Linked DNA regions of Gossypium hirsutum: region 1 is linked to region 2. The links are chromatin contacts, called in public Hi-C maps. All regions are on one chromosome and are shown on one strand. Each heading gives the region's core, a stretch centred on a gene start, on an enhancer-like site or on the middle of the called end of the contact. The rest is flanking DNA. Distances are from core to core; before and after follow the strand shown.

What was found. A called contact is a pair of places that touch in the nucleus more often than the background predicts.
Region 1: a Hi-C map of leaf shows a contact between it and region 2, with 2.2 times the contacts expected there. The contact joins the promoter of LOC107935234 here to the promoter of LOC107941935 in region 2. A contact is called at or near these places in 12 of 34 Hi-C or Micro-C datasets (anther, callus, fibers and 4 more).

What each region holds. Positions count from the first base shown.
Region 1 is chrD11:52,777,619-52,784,628 of Gossypium_hirsutum_v2.1, reverse strand. It overlaps LOC107935234 (importin-5), which reads right to left and starts at 3,975. Exons shown (of 20, transcript XM_016867806.2): 1 at 2,490-3,975; 2 at 1,961-2,164; 3 at 1,280-1,384; 4 at 754-819; 5 at 506-670. The coding sequence starts at 3,734.
Region 2 is chrD11:52,566,087-52,572,836 of Gossypium_hirsutum_v2.1, reverse strand. LOC107941935 (nucleolar protein 58-like) reads left to right here and starts at 3,466. Exons shown (of 2, transcript XM_016875560.2): 1 at 3,466-3,602; 2 at 3,982-4,841. The coding sequence starts at 4,053. The coding sequence ends at 4,631. It also overlaps the pseudogene LOC107941932.

The DNA.
Region 1 (7,010 bases), core at 2,726-5,225, 210 kb before region 2:
GATATTGAAGTAAAATATCTAGAATAAAATCCCTTGTTTCCAGTGTTCCAGAAGGTTGAAAGAGAAATATTAATATTTTTGAATTTTATAAACAAAATTGGAGAAGAAGAGTTTCCACTCCAATACTTCAAAGAATTTGGTATCCAGAATATTTCATTGAAGAGTACAAGTCAAAAGATAGAGATCCAAATCGAAAATCACTTTCCAAAAACTGAATGAGGCCTTAGTTTGAGAGACATACTAGGAACATAGAAGAAATTTAAAATTGAAGAAATTAGTATTAGAAAAATCAAGTATTATAGATGGAGAATAAGTGATTGGAAAATGAAAAAAAAATAATGAAAAACATTCAATTTCTAAGTGGTTGTCTTCACACAGCCTTGCTGTATGAGTCCTTTTATAAGATCGCTAAAATTGGTAACTCCTCCAAAAATAATACCATAAAGGATAAAATTGACAATCTGGATCTTAGCTACAAAAACCATACAAATTCATTACTCATTACCTGTTTAGCATCATCCCTAAATTTTTCCTTTCCAACAGCCATGCCAACCAAACTAATGCACTCCATAGCTTTGGCACGAAGCATACGATTAGATTTATCATTTGCATTAACCAAGATAGCTTTCAAGTAAGGCATCACAGCATCATAATATTTCTGGAATTGCTCCTGTTGTTAAGCATCCCATGTCAGATAAAATGCACTTAAATATATAGAGTAAATATGAAAATATTTCAGAAGCCTTTGAATACCTGAGATGAATCAGCAACTGATGCCAAAGCCGTCAAAGCACCCTCCTGGACCATTTGCTTCCCGTTCTGAAGAGCAAAAGAAGGTGAAGACAACAAGCTAAATAAAAGTCATAAATTGAAAAATACTCCAACCACAGAAGAGCATATGCAAGACAATATATTTATGCACCTTTTATAATGTATTCTAAACTAAACTCTTTTGTGATCTAAGGAAAATAAAAGCATGGCCAGATATAAACAAACAAATGATTATTGATAAACCTAAGGGCAAAAAATGGCATGAAAATCTACAAAAGCAGCATGTGACATGTCTATTTGACACATTGCAGAAGCACTTTCACGCAATCTTCTAAGCTTTCTCTCATTCAAAACCTGTCCGCTATTTTCAAAACAAAAAGCTCACCATCTTAAAGATATATACCATTCTGACTGCTAGGAATTACAAGTTCTTTAACAGGAAAGCAACCAGCAGAGAATGTGTTCTCCAAACCATATACTTCAACAGAAGTACAGAAAACATATATACCTGAAGCAGTACAAGAAGTTTGCTCACAATCCCATCCAGGTATGGAGTTAAGATGTCTGGGGTACAATTTTCACTGAAATTAAGTACTGCTGAAGCAGCATGGGCCTATATTTTACATGCAAAAAAAAAAAGAGAAGAAAATAAATAAGATTTTTTACATCTAAACAAAGAAACCAGATAATAAAGGCTGATGAAAGAAGATTACATATTGCTTCTGGAAGACATCACTATTTCTGGGGAACATTAAACAATATTTTGCTTCAAAAAAGATTCTAAATACACATATGTAATCATATATATTCTTCACCAGTTCATCTATCTTTTTTCCTTTTTCTTTCCAGGGGGGAAGAAAGTAGTAATAAAATTTTAAAATTGGGAAACATTTTGATCATATTTTGCTTCAAAAAAGATTTTGAATACACATATGCAAGTATATATGTGTATATATATATATATTCCTCATCTATCCTTTTTCCTTTCAAAGGGGGGGACACAATAGTAACAAAATTTTAAAATTTTAGTAGCATATTTTGTATGCCATTACTAGACATTAAAATAAATAAATTCATTTTAAATTAAATCAGTTGCTCTATTAATCCTAAATGATTTTAACTAAACAATAGAGTTAAACCCAGAAACACTTATTTAATCATTATAACATATTCATGATATTGGGGAAACCTGCACGCGAGGATTCTGGAAGTCATCCATGGCTCCAGCTAGTGCAGGCAACACTCTCTGATGATATTGAGTCTGCAACTCTGGGCCCAAGTCCGTAGACAACTGCCCAATGGCATTAATAGCAGCCCATCGAACACGAGGATGGGCATCGTGAAATGAATTCAAAATCATTGACACTACCTGTTCTAGATTTCTTATCATCACCTGGAAAGAAGAAGAAAAGAAAAGCAAAACCCGTTCAGAAACAATGAAGCATATTACAATTTAATCAAAATCTGCCCCATTGATCAAGGGACATAGATAAAGCAATTCTTTATCAAGTTAACCGCAGAACCTATATTAATTCAAATCCACACAAATTATAAATGCCACGTCTAGAATAAACAAAACATAAAAAATTAAGCTTCTAATAGTGTCTTATCATTATTATATAGGTAGCAAGAAGTGACATGCAAGCTCCAAATAGAATAAACATACACAGTGCATTAAATATGATCAAACTGTTAATTTGGAACTTCAAAATTCAAACCTTGGAACAACCCTCAGCAATCTGAGCAAGTGCAATGAGAGCAGCATGTCGTTTCTGCCACTCTGAAGCAGCCAAAAACACCGGAAACAATTCTGAAGCCACTGGTACAACAGTATTCCCTCCTAATGAAATCGACAATCTATCCAAACACTCCTGACCAACCCCATAATTACTTGTTTCCCCAGCATCCTCATCCTCACTCTCTGCATTATACCAATCCGGTTCATCTTCAATGTCCACCAATAGATTCATCAACACCCAAAATAACCTCCTTATGAATTGTGGTAACTTCCTCATCATCCCCGGAGCCCTCTCTCTCGCCTCTGCTAACGTAATTATAAATTCAATGGCTAAATGGCGTGTTCCTTCTTCTAAACTCTCCGCCTCAGCAATTTGTAACATCGATCCTACTACTTCCATTATTTGCCTCCTTAGAAACCTCGGCTCAGTCCCGGCTAACTCAATTAACAATTCCAAAGCCTCTTGAGCTGTGGCTTCTAATCCAGAGTTCAACGCCTCGGTCAACGTCTGCATCATCAACGGCAACAAATCTTGGAAAGCGTCCCGATCTTTGGGGTTTGAAATACATTGAATGAAACTGACTGAGGCGCTTAAAGCTGCGATTCGTACGTCGCAACTTGACGGATTTGATAAACAATTGAAGAAGACGGAATGGAGAGTGTTTAAATGAGGGATTAGGGTTTCCGTTGTTTCTCCGACGTTTTGAGCTAATCGAGAGAAAATCAAAAGAGCAGATTCTTCGAGGTTGGGATTCTTAGAATTCACACATTGGAAGAGGAATGGCAATAGTTCCGGCCAGCCTCTAGTAGCAACGACGGAAGAAGCGAGATCGGAAATTGTATCGCAGAGTTTTTTTACGTTAGCTTTTGATTGTTCTGTTTGGAGGGAGGATAAAAGCGAGGCTTTGATGGCGGCGCGTGTGGATTCAGCCAGGAGAGGAAAGAGAAAGGAGTAATCAGCGGCGGGAGTTAGGATTTTACGGAGGAGGACGGCAGAGAGGGCTCGGAGTTCGGGGCGAGGGGATGAGGATAAGACACGGGAGAGAGCGAGGGAGAGAGAGTCGGGGTGAGTTTGTTTGGCAAGGTGGAAGAGTGACTCGGCCTGGGAACGTTGGTCGTTGGAGGAAGACATGAGGTGGGAGATTAGGGTTTCGAAGTGAGTCGAATCGGGGCCCAAGATGTGGGCGAGTTGAGCGAGTTGGAGCTGAGTTTGATCGGTGGCCATGGGCGAGTTTCAGGGTTTTAGGAGATAGAATTTGTTTTTGTTATTTGGGGTTTTTTGTATTTGTGGCGCCTCCCCAATCCCAATATAACGAAAGGAAAGAAGAAATAAAGAAGAAGATACGAATTTTAAGGCAGGGTTTGCGAGAGCGAGTGCGAGTGTTTTAAACGAAACCAAAAGTTGTCGGTCCATTTCTTCTTCATGCCTCTCTACTCGTACACATTTTCATTTTACTCACTTTTCCTTTTAATTCCAAATATTCATTCTGATTTAATAATTAAATTTTATTTTATGAATTTTTTAAAATGTTCCCTCTACTCTTTTGAAATTTAAAATTTAGTCTCTATAATTTTGAGACATTAAGTCCTGTATTTTTTTAAATTTTAAATTCTTGGTCCTTTTGTCTAATTTTGTTCTTAAAGTTACGAACGTAGCAGTCAAAAATTGATCAAATAACCTATTTTTCATTTTTAAATAAAACATAAAAAATTAAATATATAATTCTTAAAAGAATTCAAAAATTTTGAAAAAAAAGAAATATTTAAAATTAAAAATATTAAAATTAATTTTAAATTTAAAAAAATTATGTTATTTACTCCTTAAATGGTAATAAGAGGTTTTCATGGGCCTTGTAATAGCCAAACCGATTCGCTTGACTCGTTTTTGAGACACACTTGGCTAGGGCTAGCTTGACTTGGCTCGTTTTATTGTTTAAAATGATAAAAATATAAAAATTTATATTGATAGTTTAGGTACCAAATTAGACATTTTTAAATTACAAGTACTATATTGGACATTTTATGAAATACATGTATAATAATAAAATACGTATTAATAATTCAGTTATCACATTGAACATTTCTAAATTACAAGTACTACATTGGACATTTCCAAATTACAAGTACCACATTGGATATTTTCGAAATAGAAGTACCATATTAAACATTTTATGAAAGTACAGTACCAAATGTGATATCATCCCTAATTTTATCGCACTTGCCAATTTTTAACTAAAAAAATCCAAAAGGTTTAAGAGATTTTTTTAAGGGCAGAGTAATTTGGATAATGAAGTGTAGCTTAGGTATCACTTTAAGAACCATTAGGAAAATTAGTATAATTTCAATACTATTTTGTGATTTAAACTTTTTTATTTTTTTATTTTTCATTTTTTTCTCACGTATTTGTCTCAATTCATTTGGATCCGATGCCTAAAAAGGATAATAAAATTTTTAATTTAGTAGTGTGATACATTAATATGGTATAATTAATAGAAGGGTCCATTCTTTTTAAAATTATATTTCAATCAGTCAACTTTCAAAAGTTACATAATAGTCACTAATATTATCGAATTGTTACATTTTTGTCACTTGTCCGTCTCTTAACGTGGCACGTTAATTTAAATATTTAATTACGAATTTGGTCCTTGAACTATAACTAAAATATCATTTTTCTTAAAAAATTCTTAACAATAATTCTAAAAAGAACTAACAAAATGTTAACAAACAAACAAATAAAGTATAAATTTTAATGTTTTTAATTATTTTATAATTTCTTTATTTGCTTGTTAAGATTTTTTTTAGTTCTTTTTAGAATTATTGTTAAGATTTAAAAAAAACAAAATGACATTTTTATTATAGTTTAGGGACCAAATTAGTAATTAACCATTTAAATTAGAGTGCCACATCAACCTTGTAACAGTAGTTAACAGACAAGTTATAAAAATGTAACAATTTGATAATTGTTATATAACTTTTGAAAGTTGGGTGACTAAAATACAATTTTAAATAAAGTTTAGGAACAATTAGATATAGTTTACCAAAAGAAATTAACTTCTAAATCTTAAGAAGCCAAAGTTCTAAAAATATTACCCACCAATCAGAATTTTTACAGAAAAATATCAAGTTCACATTAGAAAAAAAATTTACCATTATTATTTATGTAACTTTTAAAATTATCTAGTCCTTTTTAAAAATATTATTATTTCTCAAACATTTATAATGATTTTTTTACACTTAAATTATATAAAAAAAATATTTTAGTGGCGGTTTCTTTTTTTAGCTTCATTGACCTCTTCAACTTTTGATTTTTGTCCAATTATGTAGAATTACAGTAAATTAACATTGTTGATGAGAATGATTGATGCTGACATGACATCTAAATAACAATCTACATGTCTCAGTCATTAATTAATTTTTAAATTTAAAAATATTAAGTTTTCAAAAAAAAATTCTTAAAATTCAAAAATTATAATTTAAAAAATAAAAAATAGGTAAAATTTTTAAATTAAAAAAACTATATAAAATTTATAACAAATTTTTTTAAAAAAAAGAAAATATATATAAATTTTCAAAATTCAGAAAAACATATAAAAATTATATATTTTTTAAAATTCAAAAAAAATCAATAGAAGAAAATAATTAAAAAAAATGATTCACCCGCTACTTCTTTATCATCACCATATTCTTCTTTAGAGTCAAAAACTCCAAGTCAAGCCTCCCCATATAGTTTTCCTGTAATTGGTATCAGAACGTCGGAGTAACAATTTTTTGAGAAATAATATCATAGTATTCATTGTAAGTCTTTATCTTTTATTTACAATTCAATTTATTTCATGGTTATTTATCTTAAAACCCATATATTTGTTATTATGTCCTTCTATTACCTGCTTATGTCTGTGTGAGACTTTAGGCCTTTGAGAGTAAAGACATAAAAGATAACGGAAGGTTCTAGGTACCAAAGATAAATTTCATGGAAGAAACAGATTTTCTATATAAAGATAAAATTTGCAATCATACTATGCATATCGACTCTAAAAATGAAAATAATATTTCAGCTCTGAGTAAATGTTTTAATAGTTTAATAGATATAACTTCTATATATTTTATAATAAATTATATAATAAAGTAAGTAATATAGAACAACAAGTAAATAATTTAGGAGAACTTACAGATTTAGATTTGAACAACGAATCTAAAGACATATTATCTAATGTTAATAATAAATTAGAAGAAGTATTATTAACAAAAATATAGAACAAGAGGTAGATTTAGGTCCTTTATATTATGGAAATAGTAATATAATCTTAACTTTGTCTGAGGAAGAAGACACTTCTTCAGAAGAATCATTTTCTACTAATAAAAAACATGAAAAACATAAAATAAAATATATATATATACTCATCAATATGATTTCTAATCCTATAAACAACTTATAGAACATTGGAAATATAAATTTACTAAGAGTTGAGCTAAAAATGAACGAGTAGAATATTTAAAATTA
Region 2 (6,750 bases), core at 2,217-4,716:
ATTAAGTAGAACCAATCATTTCATTTTTTAAGTATCAACAAAATAGTAAGCAGTCATGGATCCTTAGAACCTGTGTCAGATTTCATCAAACTAATCATGGCAGCAAAAGCCAAATAAACTGACTTCTGCTTATCATATTTTAGATCCACATTACAAGTACTCATAACAGTTTCGATCATGTATTAAAAGGGACTAAAATAAAATAACAAAAAGGATGGTATATTACAGAGTTGTTGCAACCCTTGACTGGTCAACACCTGATCCCTTTCTGCATCCACGCTTCTGCCTATTGGCTAAATTCTGTACAAAATCAAAAAAAGAAAAAAATAAAGAAATGATAAATCAAGCAGGCAGCAATAAACAAAATAAAAGCAGTAATTAGTCTTACATCTTTATCCAGTTCATCAATTTTCCCCTTTATAAATCGAGCAACTCTTAAAACTTCATCAATGTCTTTCTCCATTCGCTGTTTGATAGCTACAGATGATAATAGCATCCATCATGAGCTTTAAGTTCAAAACAGGGTAACCAAAATTCAGTTAATTAAGAATAGGCTTTTATTTTATAAATTCTCAACATCAAAGTGATAAATGAAAAGATACAAGCACAGACCTCATCATTTGTTTTCCCTGCAACTTTCACTGAAACTATGAATGTAAGAGAAGCATGAAACAGAATATTGCTTACATTTCATGGCAGGAGCCTTAGTTACTGTCCTTGATTCCTCATGTGCATCCTGCATAAAATATTTGAATGAAAATGGCATCCGAACATCTTAATCAATAGCCAATGATGTCGCTCACAAGATTCATCACTCACAAATCATCCAGCAAGTATGTATCTTGGCCTTGGATTCATGAAACACTAAATGGAAAAACTTGGGAATTTAGCAACCTAAATAGATTTCTTCACTATAGGTTTTATGGCTAGAGAGAGAGCGGGATGCTAGTGCTTTCACACTGCAGTCTTGAAAATCATAAAAACAATACTAAAGCTGAACAAACCTTAAAATCAGGAAGGGGTGAAAGATTAAGTAATGTCAAAGCTCAGGAAAGATCCAAGCCAAAATTTTTGCTCTTCTTCCATATCAGTCTTAAAAACTGAGGAATCCTCAAGGTTTCAGTCAGTTTTAGATGAATTACATCCAACAATTCCTAAAATTCATACTAGTAAGCAAAATATTGAAGACAGATATCTTGAAGCTTTGGTATCATACAAGGAATCGGGAAATATATTAAATAAGATACCTGAAGCATTTTGAGTAGCTTATCCAGCTTCTCATATTGTTTATCTATCTCTTGAACCTGGAAAAGACAAAACGTAGTATGAGATCAGTGATTCAAGCCATAGCTTATGCCATAAAGAAATTTAATTCCGCCTAAAGAGATGAACACGAAGAAAAGTTGCAATTGCAGTTACGAATCCAATATATTGCTGCTTAGCTTACAGAGGATAGTTATTACATCAAGAAGTCTATAGCACCTTAACAAAGAATTCTTGAAGGCAGAGTTCTCCAGAGTTCATTGGAGCTCCTAACTCGACATCTCTACCTTGGGATCCACCTCTAGGGATTTCACAGGACTCCTGCAAGAAATAGAGCACGAGTGCAACTAGTTTATACCAAGCCGAGATAAAAAATTACTAAAGCATAATTCAAAGCAGACAAGCTCATCCGCTTATTCTAAACAGACCAAGAATTTACAAAGAGAGCCATCTGAAAATATCTTAATTATACCTAAAAACATTTTTCTATCCACACAAAATTTAAAAATTATATAACACAAGTTCATGCTTAGTTTTTTTCCTTTTAAATTCAACGAATGCTGATTACATTCCTTTACAAGCTTAAGTTATAAGTTCTTTTGATCTAGTTTTCAACACCTAAGACTAACTAATTAATTAGCTTGATAAACTTCTAAATTGATTCAATTCCTGCTGAATTAACAGCAATTTCTATTAACCTTCGTCTTATAAGAAAAATGAGCTCACTAGTCTCCTGACAATCATTTTCCAATAACATTAAATTTCTTTTTTTTAATCAGGATCCAAATAAAATATACAAAATGCAGCTATCCTCATCAATAAAAATAATAAAGAAAAACTTAAATCGAAACAAAAACCAACACAGGCAAACAAATAAATAAGTAGCAACAATTTGAAAATTGCAAAATGTTACCATTAAAAGGTTGTTCATTGTGGAAAGATGAACAAGACTCAACGAAGCTTCAAAGAGAAGAAACCAAAAAATGGAGAAAGCTAAAACGATATTATTAAAAACATATTAAATATAAAATGTGATTAATTAATATTAATATTAATTAATAATAACACAATAACTATTATAATTGTTGATAAGACCTGGTTTTTTTTTTACATTTAAAAAAACCAGGTCTTTTTTTTAATTTTAGGGTTTCAACTTTTTTTTTCTTTTTTTTTCCCTGTGAATTTTTAAGAGAGAAAAGGGAGAAACAAAAGAGGTGGGGATCCGTTTCAGAAGAATGGCAAAGGCAAACTTTAAAAAAGCGTGGAGACAGATTATCAAGTACGGTGAATTGTAGGGAATTTATGTAATCATAGGCGTTGAAATTTGTAGGTCCCTCGTTTGATGGATGATTAACGGCCATTGTTGATTAGACACGGTTTCAGATGAGGAACATTCTCTCTCTTTTAGAGTTTAGGTCCGCGGAAACTCGAAACTTTGATTTTCCTTGTCTGAAAATGATTCTTTTTAACTTACACATTTGTCTTTGTTACCTTCATTTGTGGGCGGCGCCACGTTGGAGCAAAGCATTCAGCTTGTACAAGGTTGTTTTTTCAACCCATTTTAAACATAAATTTTATTTAATATTTTTATAACCTTTATTGTAATTATAATTACATGATTTATAAAATATATTTACTATTGCACATATATGAAGGATAATGTTTATAAATATATGACCAAGTGGTGTGGGTTTTTTTTTTCTTCATTTTATTGTTTGAAATATAATACGCATAACTATACTCATTTTCCTTTATCGACTTTTATTTAGATGAATAAATAATTTTTTTTGTTAGAATTTGATATTACAATATAAATTATTAAAATTTGATAAAATTAAAATTAAAATTAAAATTAAAAAAATAATTTAGAAAATATATTATATATCATTTTACTGATTTTATTGGAATTTTTTAAAATTATACTAACAGATCATTTTGGTAGTTAGAATTTTTAAACGTATATTTTTGCAAAAAAGTATTATTATTTTTTGAATTAAAAAGCATATTATTTAGTATATTAATAGTTTATTTTTACAAATAAAAACTATTAAGTAAAAAATATATAATATATAATAATATATTTTTAAATTAATATTTTTCGTATCAAGATCTAGAAGGGGGGGGGTTCATCCTCTGGCTCCAACTTTTTATTTACTTACTATTTTCTCTTATTCAACGTTCAACATTTTCATCCCTTCAACTACCTTGGATCATTGGCGGGCTGATTCAATCAAATATTTATATAAAACAATTGAACCTTCCCCATTTCCTACATAAATGTACTTCTGTCTTAAAAAAAAAAAAAAACCTTTGCATCTGCCTGTCTTAACAAGTCAAAGGTACATACATCTCTAGATTTCATTTTAATTATGTTGCCTTTGGATCTTTATTTCATTTTTCTGAAAGCTTGTTAATATAAAGGGTTTGATTTTTACTGATCAGTTGTTTTGATCGTTTAACTGGGGAAAATGAATCTGGGTTTCTTTTCTTGGCTTGTGAAATAATGTAGAGATAATCATCCATGTTGATGAATACTGTCTGTTGAAGAAGATCTTGATTGTCTTGTGTATCTGTCAAAGGTAATTTAGTGCTGGGGTTGCATTGGGAAACTGTTTTTCTTGTTTCAGATATTTTGAATATTCTTACATGTTGTAATGTATCAACCATTCCTTACACAGTTAAGTTTACTTGCTTATTTACATGCAGCATTTCTTTCAGGGAATTTGTAATAAAAAATAAAACACAGGAAGAGAAGAAAGAAGTGTATTTCATAGTCAAAGGCAAAGGATATGGAGCCAAGCCATGAGAAGGAAGAGAAGCTAAAGACCAAATCAATGGAGAAGGAAAAGCTAATGCATAAGGAGGAAAAGGGAGAGAAACATAAAGAGAAGGATAAGGACAAATCGAAGAAGGAGAAAGAAAAGAAGAAGAAAGAGAAATATAGAGAAGAAGACGAGGATAATGAAGTTGGAGAGATGAAGAATACATCAGAGAAAAAAGTTAAGGAGGAGACGATTCACAAAGATGATGAAGCTGGTGTGAACAATGAGAAGAAAAAGAAAAAAGATAAGGAAACGGAGATGAAGAAAGAAGGGACCATAGAAGAAGACGAAGAGAAAGATGAGAAGAAAAAGAAGAAGAAAGACAAGGAAGAGAAAGAGAAAAATAAAGAAAAGAAGCATGGTATAGAAGAAGATGAGAAGAAAAAGAAGAAAGACAAGGAGGTTAAGGAGAAAAAGAAAGAAAAGAAGTTGAAAGGTGAAGAGGAAGAGAGAACGAAAAAGAAAGACAAGGAGGCAAAGGATGATGAAGAAATAGAAGAGGTAAAAGAGAAGAAGAAGAAGAAAGATGAGGAAGAAGAAACTTAAGGGAAAAGCAAACTATGGGGGTTGATACACTATTTTCAGTTGAAACTTAATAAATATTTTTATTAATGATTTAAGGTTATGTAATTTGATCATGAAGCTTGTTTTCCCTATTAAACTCTAAACTATTTGAACCAAACTTCCTAATTTATGATATGAAAAAGAAAAAAAAATTCATTTACAACTAACAATGCTTAACATAACTAAAACCAATCAAATACAAATTAAGTCTTGATTTTCTCTCAATAACAAAAATTATCTCATAGTAATAACAAATCATTCATAATTTAGTACTTACATGTTCATCTGCTTAACCTGGTATTTGATATCTGAATTAAGGGTTTTTTTTTTCTTATTTGGTACTTAATTTCTTTTTGTATGATTTGGTATTTAAATTTGATATATTTTTTAAATTTAGTACCTAAATTTTTTATTGTCTAATTTGGTACCTAAATTTGTTAAGTATTAGACTAATTACTCCGATATATTAATAATATTATTTTTTATGAGGTAGCAAAAATAATCAATGTATGACCACGCGGTAGATGACATGGATTTTTTTATTTTAAATGTTTAATAATTTTTAGTTTAATTTTTTAAATTAACAGAATGAATTTATTTTATTTTGGGTTTCTAAAAGTCTTGTTTTCTTCTTCAATATCAATCCATTAAGTATAGCTCAAAACATAATTTTTTAACACCAATTTTTTGTGATACTAATGATATTTTTGTGAAATTGAGGGCTTTGTGAAGACGAGGCCATGCTTTAAGCATGCGGTCCCTCTTAAATCATTCCCACCATTGATAGTCAAAGTAAGCTCAATCCCAATAAAACATAAATTTTTAGTATATTGTTTAGCGAAACAGAGAAAAGTCCAAATAAATGTATTCATTCATACTATTAAATTTCATGTTATTTGTCACATGTTAGCTATACGTTAGCTATTTATGTCCCCTTATAAAAAAACTAACACAGTTAGTGTTTTGGTTAATTACTATAACATTTAACAAGTTTAGGTATTAAATTGGACCAAAAAGAAATTTTATATACTAGATTAAGAAAAAAACATCAAGTTGTAATATCAAAGTGGGCAAAAGAAGCTTAGGTACCAAATATTATATTAATCTTTTTAAAAATAAGTACCATATTTTAACGGAATAGTAAAAATGTAAAAAAAATTAATATGATATATTTTAATAATTAAATGTAAATAGAAATATTTTTGCTATTTTTTAAACTATAAAATAAGCTATTTGGGCAAGTCGTGCCTAGACCTAATAATGGGTCGGGCGATATGTAAAATTTTATAAAATTGGCCTAGCTTGACTCAAAAAAAAGGTCTAAAATTTTGCCTAAGCTCGACTTGGATAAAAAATACTAAATCTGAGCTTGGCTCGGCCTGTCCGTATTAATTTTTATATATATTATTTTTATATAAAGCAAATTAAAAAATATAAAACATCAAATACAATAAAACATAAATTTTTTTAACATGATAGCTCGTATGACAATTCACATGTGCTTTATGCTAATTTTTATTTTTTAAATTTATCATAAATTTTAAATTATTTGTTGACATGACATATAAGATAAATTGTACCATGTTAGCATGAACTACACACGATTCCCATGTTAGTTGCCATGCCAACATTGTTAAAAAAAATAAATGTTTTAGTAGACATTTTGTTAAAAATAAGCTATTTGACACTTTTTGAAACACAAATGGCTAAATTTAGTTAAAAAAATTAATAAAAGCTAAATTGACAAAAAAAAAGTCGAGGACTACATTTAAAATTATACTTTTTTTAACCACCTACGAAATTTTAGGAGTTAATAATAAACTCCACAGAATCTAATAATCAAGTTAAAATATGCCATAAATCTAGTACTTTTCACAAATTTAGAATTTAGTCTCTATAATTTTATTTCTATAAATTTAGTCTTTTTATTTTTTTTAAATTTCAAAATTTAGGTCTAATTATTAACCTTGTTAGTTTTTTTTTTGTGAATTTTGGTGTGACATTTTAAAATAAAAAAAATACTCAGTTGGTAGTTATGTAACTAAAAGAATGGCATTGTAATAAGCTTAGATTTAATAAAATAATTTTAACAATTTTAACA